Linked DNA regions of Mus musculus: region 2 is linked to region 1. The links are chromatin contacts, called in public HiChIP or PLAC-seq maps. All regions are on one chromosome and are shown on one strand. The core of a region is the stretch at or near the end of the contact, and the rest is flanking DNA. Distances in the headings are between cores, read along the strand shown. Region 1 overlaps 1700001L19Rik (RIKEN cDNA 1700001L19 gene). Region 2 holds the start of Tent4a (terminal nucleotidyltransferase 4A).

Region 1 (6,304 bases), core at 1,664-4,163:
ACCTTCCTAGTTCAGACTACTATAGGACAATAGAGAACTGACTCTGTAACTTGTTCTCAAATAGAAATGTGTTTGGTGAGCCTATAGTATTATTCTCATTGCAGTTACATAAAAATATGTGGCACAGGCCTTCAATGCCAGCACTTGGGAGGAAAAGGCAGGTGGATCTTTGCATTCTTGGCCAGCCTGTTCTATAGAACAAGCTCCAGGGCAGCCAGGACTACACAGAGAAACCCTGAAACTCTATCTTGAAGAAACAAACAAAAAAGAAAGCACCACAGGCAGCCTTAACTAAATTGAGTGGGACATACACACATATTCACACACATGCACACACACACACACACACACACACACTACACATTCACACATGGAAGTACAAAGGGTCATCTTGTACAAGTGTGGGAGGAAGATGGACAAGGGTAACGGTGAATGTGATCACAGCACATTGTCACACACATGTATGCATAAGCATGTGACAAATTGTCAAAAAGATTATGAAAGTGTGCACATCTCTTTTGTTCCTTTCCCACAGAATTTAAGTATTTCAATCTGATAAAGAAGAACATGTTTATATTTGATGTCATAGGAAAAGGAGGAGAAAAGAAAGGACCTGGGTCCCAGTTTATTTTAAACCTCACGCTTGTGATTTGTGTGAGAGTGTAACTTCTGGAAAGTGGAGAGCTTTCCACTTGGATCAGTCAGGACAAGACTAGTTTTGCTGCAGCAACAAACAACCCCACAGAGCTCAGCGACTTGGTTTCTCATGCAAAAGGTCCAGTAGGGTCGGCAGTATGCCCTTGCACAGTTAAATCACTCAGCAGCCACCTCCTGGGCTGCTCCCACTCCAGGCAACCTGGCTCTGGGTGCTGGTTCTTCCATACTTCTGGCTGAGGCGGCACAGGTCGCTTCAGATCACATTCCATTGGGTAGAACTGGTCACGTGTCTTCACTAAAGGAGCCAGAGCAGCAGGAGGAGGAGCAGGAGGAGGAGGAGGAGCAGGAGGAGGAGCAGCAGGAGCGGCAGGAGCGGGAGCGGTAGGGGGAGCAGCAGGGGGAGCAGCAGAGCGGGGAGAGGGGGAAAAGGGGGGAGCAGCGGGAGCAGCGGGAGCAGGAGGGAGGAGCAAGGGAATTCCTTGTGTCGTCAGGAGTAGAGTATAATTGTGTATTAGTGACGTTTTCCACTCAGGTGGTCAGCAAATTGAGTTTACCAGAGGAGTGTGCTCCTTAGGCTTCTGGCCCTGCTTCAGTAGCCTCTGATTTAACCCCACTTTGGCTTCCCAGTTGTTCTGAACACAGCTGCTTTTGTAGAGTGTATTGGGCAGCACAAAGTGGTCCAGGCTTAATGGCTTAAAACAATGGTAACTTACCTTTTGGAGTCCTGGAGAGTGGAATGTTCAGTCCCTTTTGTGGGCTCAGAGGGAAACACCTTTGTTTCTTTATAGCCATCTTCTTGTCCTGTTCAGACCGTCTCTCCTGATATATGTCTCTATTTCAAATTCCTGCTCCTTGAGAACACCATTCACATTGCATAGTGCTGTCTTATGCTAGCATGACATCACCTTAACTGAGTACATCTTCAGCAACCCTGCTTCTGAGCAGGGCAGCATTCCATATTCTCTTGTATAAAACTTCAACTCGAGGGCTTCTGGAGGACAAAACCCAACCCACAGCACCTGAGAAGTTGCTTTCCAGAGTTCTAGCTGTAGTAGCTAGCTGTGTGATTATCAGAGATGCCAAGGTATGTCCACAAAACCAGAGCACACAGATCGTTACCACGTCTACAAGCTCAGAGCACACAAGAGCTTAGCATCCCTTCTTTTAAGCCACTGCATTTTTCCATGCTGTCATTTTATTTGTAATATTTTAGCATTTTATTATTTTTATATATTTGTATGTGTGTGTTTTTCCTAGGCTCAGACTATAGTCTCACTTAAAGTGAGGGCCCTCCATTTCTGTCCTGGAGCCTAAAATGGCCCCTTAGAGTTATTTTTAGCTCATTTTCCATCACTACAATGAAATACCCAAGGCTATGTGTCTTATAAAGAAAATGTTTATTTAGGTCATGGTTCTCAAGTTTCCAGAAACCACAGGTACTAATGGTCTCACTGGCTGAGCATCCTGGAGCAGTCAGAGCACACTGAGAGGCCAGGAGCATGCTCCCTGCAGTGGAGCATGGCTCTCTGAGAGGCTGGGACTGAACACAATGGCCTCTCTGTCTCACTCAGTATAGAGCGACCAGACTGCCCTGATAACCTCACCTAAAGTCAGCCATCTTGGAAGGCACCACCTCTTGCAATGTGTTCAGATCAAGTCCAGCCCTTTTAATACCTAACAATGGATATCAAATCTCCACAGCTGAATTATTTCCCAAACTGCAGAAGGAACAGACCCAGTAAAACATGGGAATGGAAGACACAGACAACCGTTGAGCAGATGACATCCACACACTCAACTGGCTAGAGACTACTCAGTAACAGGATTTGAAAGCACAAGAGGTAAACTGAAGGCAGGACATCAGATGTCACATGTAGCACACACCGTTTCCATGTTTAAGCAATGCTCAAAATGCAAGCAGACAAAGGCAGAGGTCACAAGTTAATATTTTCTGTTTTGCTCTTTTTTTAAAGCTAAATTCCAGAGAAAGGCAGGTGAATCTGAGAGATTTTAATTGTGCAGCACCAAGTCTGTGTTGTGATAGCATCTCAGTCCCGATTGGTTTTTATTAAAATCATCTTGCTTCAAGCCACAAAGGAATACAAGAACAAAAGATGAAAGCTCTGTAATGGAAGACACACTTCGGCTCAGCTCAGACACAGGAGACGGATAGTGTTTTGCTCTGTGAGGCTGCCCGTCTGCTAGTAATTTTTTTCCTTTTAGTCTTATTCTTCAGCAGTAGAAAAATTCATCCTTTTTCCCCCCTCTGGAACATTCTGAATATGCAGCACACACGCGGCAAGGGTAGGATGGGGCGGGCTGGTAGGGTGGGGCTGGGAGCTCCTGGGTTTTCATCAGCCCTTGCCCAGAAGCAGTGAGCTTCCTAATCCAGATCAACATGGCCCAGGCGCTCGCAACGCCCTGGAATTGGGAGGAGGCAGCATAGACTCTTAGCTGCTCCTATTTACAGAGTTTTAGGAGACCTCGTTAAAATGAAAACCAATAGACTGTTTTGTTTTGTTTTGCTTTGTTTTTTCGTTTCTCCTGGGAAGTTGCATATTGCAATAGGTTTCTGTGACGTGGAGCATCTGTAACAGTGATTACAAGCCCCCTTTCTCCTTGAATCTGTTCTTCTGTCATTGGGTCTCCTTCTCAGATAAGCTCCGCCCCCTAGCAGAACCCACCCCACTCTGGAGGGGTGGCCTGGCCGAAAGCTCGAGGCAAGAAACACAGCACAGTTTGTTTCCTTACTGTTCCCTTCCTGGCAGTTTGTTTCCTTACTGTTGGTGCTTCCCCTCTTCTGCGGCTCCCATTACCTGAGCAGACTACACGCCCAGTGGGAGCACTGTTGGGCGTGGGATGGGGAAGACCGCCCACGCCTACTTTTGCATACGGTCCTCAGCGGTTAGAAGAGAACAACTTGATCACAAGGGTTCGTCCTTCATGCTGTCAGCTGTGGCTGACCTCCTTCTACCCTACAGACAGCACAGGGATAGCCAGGGCAGGAGGGCTTGCAGACAGAAAACTGAGACCAGACCATATGCCTAACTACCATCCGATTGCTTAAGAGAGAGATGACTCAGTAGTTAAAAGTGCTTGCTGTTCTTCCAAGGGACCTGAATTCAGTTTCTACCACCCACACCAGGTGGCTCACAGGTGTCACCCACATCAGGTGGCTCACAGGTGTCACCCATATCAGGTGGCTCACAGGTGTCCATCACTCCATCTCCAAGAGATCTGATGCCCTCTACTGGCCTACAGACAGCTTGGTACAACTCCACCTTTCCATATATGGATTCATTCACTCACACAGAAGTACACACACACACACACACACACACACACACACACACACACACACACACTACAGTGGGCGTTCAGGTTAGTGCTGTCTTGCTGTGGGCCTCTCCCCAGCTTAGCCAGTAGCTTTATGCCTCAAAAGGCCTAGAAGAGGGATGGGCCCACCACTCCTGCAGAGTGGGTGCCAAGTTTGAACTTCCTCTGTGCTACTGAAGGGTCCTTTCTGTTTCTCCCAGAAAGCATTGCTCTGCCTGTGAGGGCTGGAGGCCATCAGCTTCTGCAGCAACAGATCTGCACTGAGTGTTCATGACTGAGATTTCTTTGTCACGACTTAAAATGGGTTTTTAAAGAAACTTAGATTTATTTGATAAGCAAATGCCTATTTTAGAGAGTCAAAGTGATTGATGTTTTCTTTGTGACATTTTCCTTATTGCTTTTATGCGTGGGAGGGCCCTCATGGGCTTTCTTTTGCTTTTATTTTCCTAGTTCCTCTAGAATTTACTTTTGGCTACAGTGTAATGTGAAGATACAAGAACTAGTTGATGTTATAGCACTGAATGCTGAATTTAGTCAATTCTTCACGGAGTTAGTGTTTCTCACAGCCCTGTCTAGATCATGTGTTACCTGATCAGGAGACACAACCCAGGGCAGGTGGTGCAAACACGCTAATGAGAGCTGTGATGCAGAGAGAGAAGCCACTGCCTCCAGTGACAGACCAGGAATGGCTGAATTTAGTGAAGCTGGGATACTCTCAGTGAGGGAAAGTTCCCTGCATATCTGGCAAAACTCTTAGAAATCCTGGAACTGCAATTCTTAAAAACCATGCTGTCTCCTTCACTGGATGGTAGATACATCAGGTTCTACCAGATTTGAGCTGATCAAAGTCTACCTGGTGGTCAGTCCATGAGTGCCCTCATTGCTTGATGCTGCATTGCTAGCTATTCCCATCACTGCCAGAACGCTGGGTTCCTGCACTCGGTAAACAAGTGTTTTCCAGTCCCCTCAACATCCGTGTGCATTTATTCTTTCCACACACTAGTTTGTCTCTGTCCCACAGAGTGAATCATTTTAGTATCACTATTAGGAAAAACAAACACCCAAACCAAACCACCGTAGCACAAGTGAGACAGCAGGTGATCACCTCCAGTCTCACAGATAAACCAAGTCTGGTTTCATTGCTGAGGGAATCGGGACATCTAGAGCAACAAACCCAAGCCTGATGCGTGAGATGCTGGTTAAATACCACCTAACCCACATATTACTTCTTCTGCTGGGTACCACACGAGCAGATTGATTAAGAAAAAGGTGAGGAAGAGATGCAGAGATCTACAGAACATAGTTATATTAACAGGTCCTCTTCCAGAATATCTAAGCTGTGTGTATGTACATCTAGGTCTGTGTAAATGCATGCTTATGTTATATATGTAGGCATATTACACATACTCATGGATATCAGTTTCAAAGTCCTATAGCTGTACAGAGGGCTTAAGAAAAATATTTTTGTCTCTCAAGAGGTAGGTTTGAATATAGGCAATTTGACCACTGGCCATTCGAAGGATGACTGCTGCTTGGTTGTATTGTCATAGCATCCTGTTACTGCTGAGTTTTCAGAGCAGAACAAGGCTGTAATATTAGACACTCTGAGAGCAGGTCTTGAGGGTGGTGCCCTCACGAACAGGTTTCGTGCCTCCAGAGAAATTTGAATGAGCCTCTGTGGTCTTTCTCCCTTGTGATGGTGCTGCACAGCAGTGTTGCATATGAAGCTGAAATCAGCTCTCCACAGACGCTGAGTCTGCCCACACCTTGATCGTGGGTGTCCAGCCTCTAAACTGAGAAACATATTTTGTTTATGAACTTCTTGGTCCACACTATTTCCTCACGGCCACTTGAGCCACGGCTGAGGTCTGAACTCTTGCAGCAGTGTCGGAGGGGACAGACTTTGAGGAATATCTCAAGGAGGAATACTGGAGGGCCAGAAAGAGGTGCTATTGAACATCTGCAGTCAGACTTGGTCCTCAACACACTGCATTTACTGCATTTGCTGGTGGGGTCTGAGCTCCTTTCTGCTCCAGTTCACAGCTGGGTCTGCCATGCGTGTGTGTGTGTGTGTGTGTGTGTGTGTGTGTGTGTGTGTGTGTGTGTGTGTATGTGTGTGTGTATGTGTGTGTGTGTGTGTGTGTGTGTGTGTGTGTGTGTGTGTGTGTGTGTGTGTGTGCTTCCTCAGTGCCTGCTCACATGAAGGAAACTCTACACTCTTCAGTCCCCACTGCAGAGTCTTGGTTTCAGTGCTGTTTCAGATATCACTGCCTCATCCTTCAAACACACCCGTGACTCTCTCTGTTTATTC
Region 2 (6,801 bases), core at 2,751-5,250, 930 kb after region 1:
AAAGGACTGCGCCAGCCTGCTTAATATTCTAGTCTAAGAGAAGACTGGCCTTGTCCTCCTGGGCAGCCTTCCCCAGCATCAGCTCTCCATCCTGAGCAAGCCGTGGTGCAGCAGTTCTCCGGGACTCCCCTCAGCTGCCCGGGACAGCATCTCACTAGCCTTTCCAGTTCTGTATGGAGACTGGCCATGACAAGAGAGTGGTGCTGTTTAGTTGGAGAAGGTTGCACAGGAGGTAACACTGTCCATATGACAACAAGCTCTGTGTAGTATACTGTTCTCATCTCCCTCTTCAACCTTGAGCATCTCTGTGAAAGAAACCTCTTATGCCACTGTCACCTGCACAGGCGGGGTTTACAGCTTCCCTGATTCCCTCTTCCCTCCCGTGCATCCCCTGATGCTCACTGGAAGACAGGGAGGGAGATAGCAGTGACTACACTTGTGTTCCACAGCACAACCCACTGGGCCCTCACCTGTGCCTTCCCAATGGAGCCTTCTGAGGAAAGGCCATCTGCTTCTGTCAGAACAGCCAGGAGCTGTGCTGCAGGAGAGGGAACCTGGCTGCTCCACCGAGCTCTGACTCCCTCACAGGAGAACAGCAAAAAGAGCAGTCATGGAGCTGGGAGGGAATCACCCCACAGCCCTGAGAGCACCATCAGTCACAGCCAAGCTGTAACTGCTGACACTGGAGGCTTCTCCGGCTTCAGACGGACAACGGGACTCCTGTCGCCAAGGGCACAGGACACATTCAAAGACTAACTATGGTGAAGAGAGTTGCAGAGAAGCTGCCCACTGTAGGCACACCTGGGAGGACACAACCTTCAGAGTCAACTCAAGTCATGGGGCTGCAGGTGTATGCAAGGGCTGGGGCCTCCCCTGTCCATCTGCACTCCTGCAAGACACCAGGGAGGTCAGGACCACACTCCAATCCTCACTTCCAGGGGAATGCTCTTTACTTTTAACCCAAAGCAGCTTCTAAAGCCACTGAGACTGCCCAGGACTAAGGAATCACACTGTGGGTCAGAGTTAAGGACTCAGAAGGCACAGTGAGTTAGTTAAAGGGGGGAGGGAGGACCCAGAGAGCCTGCCCATGCCTGCCTCCATCCTAAGCAAGAAACTCATGCAGAGGCACATCTGACATTATGCCTGCCATGTCCCAAGGAAGGTTTCAGAGCTGGGCTCAGGGGAGCTCCCATAGCAGGGCTCACCTTCTCTCCTCCCCAAGCTCATTACACTAAGCCCTGTCCGCTTTCTTCATCCTACCCGGGATCGAAAGCAGTCTAGCAGTTTCCAAGGGCAAACTCCACCCAGAGAGCTGAAAGGTGCAAGTGCCCCGTGTCCACCTGGGCAGAGACCCAGACTCTCACCCCACCAGAAAACCACTCACCCTTTCTGGAGGTCTGCGGAGTCCCCCAAAGGCACGTCCCCAGCAGCAGAAAGCAAGCTCAGCAGCCTCTCACTAACATAACAGGCCCCCTCACTGTTAACTGGGCCACGCTCAAGCCAACACTTAACCTTACTTGTGTCTCTTGCTAAGCCAGGCTTGGTGCTGGCCCCACACAGCACAAGACTAGCTTCAGACAGGTCCTTTTTTTGCCATCCAAGATCAGCTCACGTGAGAGCAACCAGCAATAGTTGGAGCCACCTTTACTGTTAACATATAGGGCTCAGCTCTACTGGTGCCCGTTCACTAATTCCTTCCCACCCCCTCGAGAGGTCAGTCACAGTAGGAAACAGACAAGGTACCCTCTCAGGAGGCACTCTCTCACGCACACATGCCAAGCCAGTTAGCAAGCTCCTCCTCCAGGAGTCACCATTCAACACATGCCACCTAGACAGAAAAGGAAGAGTCACCAGGCAGCATCCAACGCTAAACTCTAGCTGGGTTTTGAACCCTAAAGTGAGCAAGTGGGGCTCTGAGGCAGGGCTCAGGCAAGAAGAGTGGCAGAGCCCAAGCACCACCGAGTCAGGCCTTCATCTCTCTTGGGTGGGTGGGGGAAGTAATGGAGGCTCTCGTGAAAGTTGGGGGCTGGTAGAACCTCATCCCACTGACCCTGCTGACCAAGGACACAGGCTAGGCCACAGTGCACAGAAGACCCCAGTCTTGGACTGCCTGAGCATCCTCCTCCAGAGAGTGGTTACAATGTGCTTGACATAGGAAGAGAGACCCAGACTTGGGGGACAGCGGCTAATCAAGAACTACAGACTTGGGAGTAGGGTGACAGGAGCCAAGTATGAATACCCAGGTGGCAATGTTCATCTGTACCAGGAAGGGAGGGTATTTAAAGAAGGGACCATGCTTGTGGGATCAATAGAAATACATGCCACCCATGCCAACTGCACCCATGCTAGACTCTAAAAGCACACCTAGCCCACAGAGGCACACATACTAACAAAACGCCACAGAAGAACACACAGAGGCTGACCAGCTTTACAGACCACCAGAGAGACCACATCAAGGGACACAACTCTCACCGAGGGGCAGATCATGCTGCTGATGCCTAAGTACCCAAGTGGAACTCTGTCAGAGGCTAGGATCCGTCTCCCGGCAGACACCATGTCCATTACAGTTATGTAACAATCCAGAAACCTCCCGTAGGTCCACGGCCACACCTGTCTCACAAAGTTCTACAAGCAAGCACTGCGGGGGAACTGGCAGAAGAAACCAGGCTCCTCCTGGATTTGTAGTGCATGCTGGAGAATCCCGACCCAAAGATCCAAGGCAGGTGAAACAAGTTGCAGAGGGGACAACTGTTTCTATGTAACACCCCCAACCCCTTAAAGAGTATCCGTGTTCCCCACAGACCTCAAACCGCAAACAGCCCCCTAAGAAGTTACCTCAAAGGAGTCCCAGGGCCTAGCAACCACCCGGGTGGACTTGAACTGGGGATGTCGCTCCCTGGAGTGAGGGGGAGGGGGGGAGGTTAGACGCCCTTTAAGAGCGGCAGGAACTGAGGCAAATCAAGCTCACCAGTCTTGAGACTACACAACCACTATTTTGTTTCTAGATGTTCAGAAATTCAACCAATAGGTTGAATGAAGAGCTTCATACTAGAAAAGTCTCACCTGGGGCAATTCCAGACCAACACCCCCACCTTGCTGTCATTGGGGACATTAAACCGCTAAGGTCCTCTGAGCCTTATGGAAAAATTTTTAAATGAAAACACCTTCCTGTGAGTTCACAGGAAAAAAACCTGAGTACTATTAGGTGGTTTTCAGAAACCCCAGGTGACGGTCTTTCTGTGAACGTCTGCCCAAAATTAAAACGTACGAGGTAACCTCAACACACACAAGACTCCACTTCTAAACCTCACTTGATGGCTAAACTGCACCAATACCAAAAACCTACTGTCTCAAAAAAAGGGAACAAAAATTTTTTACATTCAACCTCACTACACTAAGATACAGGATTTAGCCTACAGGAAAGAACACGCGTAAACGCTTCCCACTCTGACAGCCAGCCCTTGCTTCCCTGCCCTGGAGCAGAGGAAAGAAAGGAACCACTTTCTAGTCTAGCCCTAGGCCTCCATCCCGAACTGTCAATCCCCCCTGCCTGGTGGATCTCGATCCAACGGAGTTTTTAAAGTGCCCGCGCCGCTGGCAGCCCCGCGGCTCGGGCGCACTCACCCCTGGATGCCCGGGCTGTACGCGCGGCTCTTCCACGGCGTGCCGGGCCGCGCCGCCTGGGCCCCGGGGCCGCCCCCTCCGCTCAGCGTGGCCGCGCGGCTGCCCGACAGCAGGTAGTTGAGGCCATACGTGCTGGCCTTGTTCTCGCGTTTCCGCCGACCCGGGTGGAACTGGTGCTGCGGCGGCGAGCCGGCGGGCGTGGAGCCGCGTGGGCCCGGGTGTGCGTGGGCAGCACCGTCGGCGAAGCTGAAGAAGGTGCGGCCGCTGCCGGCGCGGCCGAGCGAGGTGCTGCTGGAGGACGACGACGAGCAGCCGGGACTCTCGGTGCCCGACTCGGCGTTGGACGACGACGAGGACGACGACGACGACAGCGACGGGGACTTGTGCAAGCGTCTTGCGCTGTCCGCCGCGGGCCCTAGCGCGGTAAGCAGCGCCGGGGGCAGCGCGGCGGGGCCGGGCGCCGGCGGCGGGGACGAGGCGGCGGGCGCCGGCCCCGGGCCTCCTGCTGCTGGTGCTGCGCGCCCCGCCGCCCCGGGCGCGGCCGCCGTGTCCAGCGCCGGCGAGTTGAGGCAGAAGTAGGACGCGAAGCCGGAGCCGCCACGGCCCACGCCCTGCGAGGTCTCCCAGATCTGCATCCACAGGGCATTGGCCGGCCCCTTCTGCTCCGGCTGGATCCAGGCCACGCGCGGATCCATCCACGCGCCGCCCCCGCGGGGCCCGCGTCGCCCGCCGCGCCCCGCCCCCGCCGCGCCCCGCCCCGCCGCGCCCCGGGCCGGCCGCGCGGACGGACGGACGGACGGGCCTGGGCCGCGCTCCGGTGCGCGCGGATGGGCGCGGGCGGCGCTCGGTGGGGCGCGCGGCGCAGCTGCGGTCCCGGTGGCTCAGGCGGCGCGGGGAGGGCGAGGGGGCCGCGGCGGCGGCGGCGTAGCGTGCGGGCGGCAGGGAGAGGCCATCGAAGGGGCGGTGACCGGCCGAGGGGGCGGGCCCAGAGCGTCGGGCCGTCAGTCAGTCACGGCGCTCCTGCGGCGCGGCGGCGGAAAGACGCCCTCGGCGGCGGCCGGGAACGGAGAGGGATGGGGGCCGCCGCCTCAGCTCCAATGAGGGGCGGGGAGGCGGCGCGGGGGCGGCGGCGCGGGGGCGCGGCCTCCCTCGCGGGCCGCGGCGCAGTGCGCACGCGCGGGGATTTCAAATCCTCACTAGACAGCGCCGCCTTGGTTACCGCGCTTGCGCACTGCGCGCTCCGGGCGGCGGCGGAGAGACAGTGGCGCGGGCGCATGCAGACCAGACAGACAGGGCGGGGCCGGAGGGGCGGGTGCGGGTCGGCGCTGGGCTGTGTGGGCCGCGCTGCGCGTGCGCAGACACGCCAGCGTGCCGGGTGGAAGTTTCCGCGCCGGCTGGTGTGCTGCGGTCGCGGACCGCCTGGGAAAACGAAACCGCTGCGACTGCACCGGGTCGAGCCCCCGCCCTCCCGCCTTCTCCTCGCGTGCTCTGTACGGTGGAGTGACTGGGCAGAGCCGGCCACGCGTGGCCCGTCGCTCGCAACGCGCTCCACCAAACGCGCCTGCTCTGGCATGCGCCGCGTGCGGGCGCCACGGCCCGTGAAGCCGGAAGCAGCTCTGGTGTCCTGTGCGTTTGGTGTGCGGGTCCAGCCCAGCGGGTGCCCGCTCTGCCTCTGCCGTCCTTGGGCCTCTGCATCCGGGCTCCGCTAATTTTGAGCATAAGAGAACTGCTTCCCTCGTGGTCTGTACCACCGTGGAGCAAACCTTACCAAGTACTTGGCCCTTCTCACACTGTACCAAGGTGGAAGTAAGGGCCAGGTAGCGTGCTTACTGCCTTCAGTCAGTAGCGTTAATGCGAATGAATGTTTTATCTCTGGCGTTTTCTGACCACCGGTGTATGTGGAGATCACAGCCAATGAGCAGAGCCTATGCTTTGTGTGTGGTCACGAGTGCCTGTAATTCCAGCGTTTGGGAGGCCAAGGCAGGACGATTGCAAACAGTACACGCAAGCCCTGAAGCCCTGTCCCAGAGTGTGTTGTGTTAAATACTACGGGAAAGAAAAACAGTTCTTGTTTGAACTCAATTTTTAATGGATCTGGGCAAAAGCGCAAAAGTCTTTGCCCTCCTCCGTCCCTCGTTCCTCTTGGCTCTGCTACTGTCCAAAGACAAATTCTTGCCTCTCTTCTCATTGGTCACCTCCGTCTTTGGTCTGTTTTTAAATTGTCTCCCAGGTGTTTTCCCCATATTCCTTCCTTTGCCCCCTTTAATTTTTAACCCACTCAGCCGGTGATCCCAGCGTCTGATATGTCCACGCATATATGCATACATATTTAAGTTGTTACTTTTAAGAAATCAGATCGTCTATCGCCTCAGAATGTTACTGGAGCTTACTCTCTCACTGATCAAAATGTAACAGCCTTGCTAACCTGCCAGACTCCACCTAGTCTTTCCCCATTTTCTCCAGGTTGTCCCAAAACCTCATACGCACCAGCAGCAAGTGTGAGGCACACTCCTGCCCCAGAGCTTTTACACTGGGTCTTACAGCTTCCCCATTTCTTTCCCTGATTTTACTGATTCGGGCACTCAGAAAGCAAGTTTGCTCCTCCACAGTTCTGGATGTCGGCAGCCATGATGTCTCAGAAGGTTTGTACAAGGAAAATTACCCTGCTTCCTGCTTTCCTCCAGGTGTCTATTATTCTTGGCATTCCTTGGCACTGCTTGTTCAGTCACATCACTAACCTGACTCCATCATTGCATGGCACTTTCACCATGTCTGCCTCTTTTCTTAGGACCCCTGGTATGTTGGATTGGGCACACACTAAGAAATGTCACCATAACCTGAGAACATCTGTGAATATCTGTTTCCTTACAAGGCTGTTCAGGCACCCATGAGAGGGGCTTCTGCACGTTTTGATTTCACCGACTATCCAATATATAGTTTTTCTGTGTTCCCTCTACTTTGTCAGAATGGCAGGCCCCCAAGGAGAGACAGGCTTGTTGTCCTCTTCTCTGCTGGACATCAGCTCTAGGACGGTGTAACACAGAAGGTAGGTCCTCCCACGAGTGTTAGTAGAATGGCCACGCACACTCAGTCCCCTTGCCAGCTTCCAGAGTCTGTCGTCTGTGCTGTCAGTTTTTTCTTCTTAGAGTGCTTTCCTTGGTTTTTATAGTCTCACGC

What was found. HiChIP or PLAC-seq counts read pairs in DNA pulled down with a chosen protein or histone mark.
Region 2: an H3K27ac HiChIP or PLAC-seq map of VIP interneurons shows a contact between it and region 1, with 6 times the contacts expected there. The contact joins the promoter of Tent4a here to the enhancer-like site in region 1. A contact is called at or near these places in 9 of 39 promoter capture datasets (the 3T3-L1 cell line, cranial neural crest, embryonic stem cells and 4 more), 5 of 484 Hi-C or Micro-C datasets (the G1E-ER4 cell line, the N1E-115 cell line, cortical neurons and 2 more) and 12 of 115 datasets of contacts at active chromatin or transcription factors (VIP interneurons, bone marrow-derived macrophages, craniofacial prominence and 4 more).

Annotation. Positions count from the first base shown.
Region 1 is chr13:68,604,853-68,611,156 of GRCm38.p6, forward strand. The region is part of intron 1 of 1700001L19Rik (RIKEN cDNA 1700001L19 gene); the gene reads left to right. Among named protein-coding and RNA genes, the nearest start is that of Gm34903, 4.2 kb to the left of the region's middle. Within about 2 kb of position 2,914, at least 48 of the 459 cell types and tissues checked have an H3K27ac peak or open chromatin away from gene starts, as enhancers often do. A contact at or near this core is called in the N1E-115 cell line, VIP interneurons, cortical neurons and 4 more, where this site is marked.
Region 2 is chr13:69,529,864-69,536,664 of GRCm38.p6, forward strand. It overlaps Tent4a (terminal nucleotidyltransferase 4A), which reads right to left and starts at 4,001. Exons shown (of 13, transcript NM_198600.2): 1 at 3,625-4,001. It overlaps A930018O16Rik, which reads left to right and starts at 4,452. Exons shown (of 1, transcript XM_011244606.3): 1 at 4,452-5,588. The coding sequence starts at 4,452. The coding sequence ends at 5,333.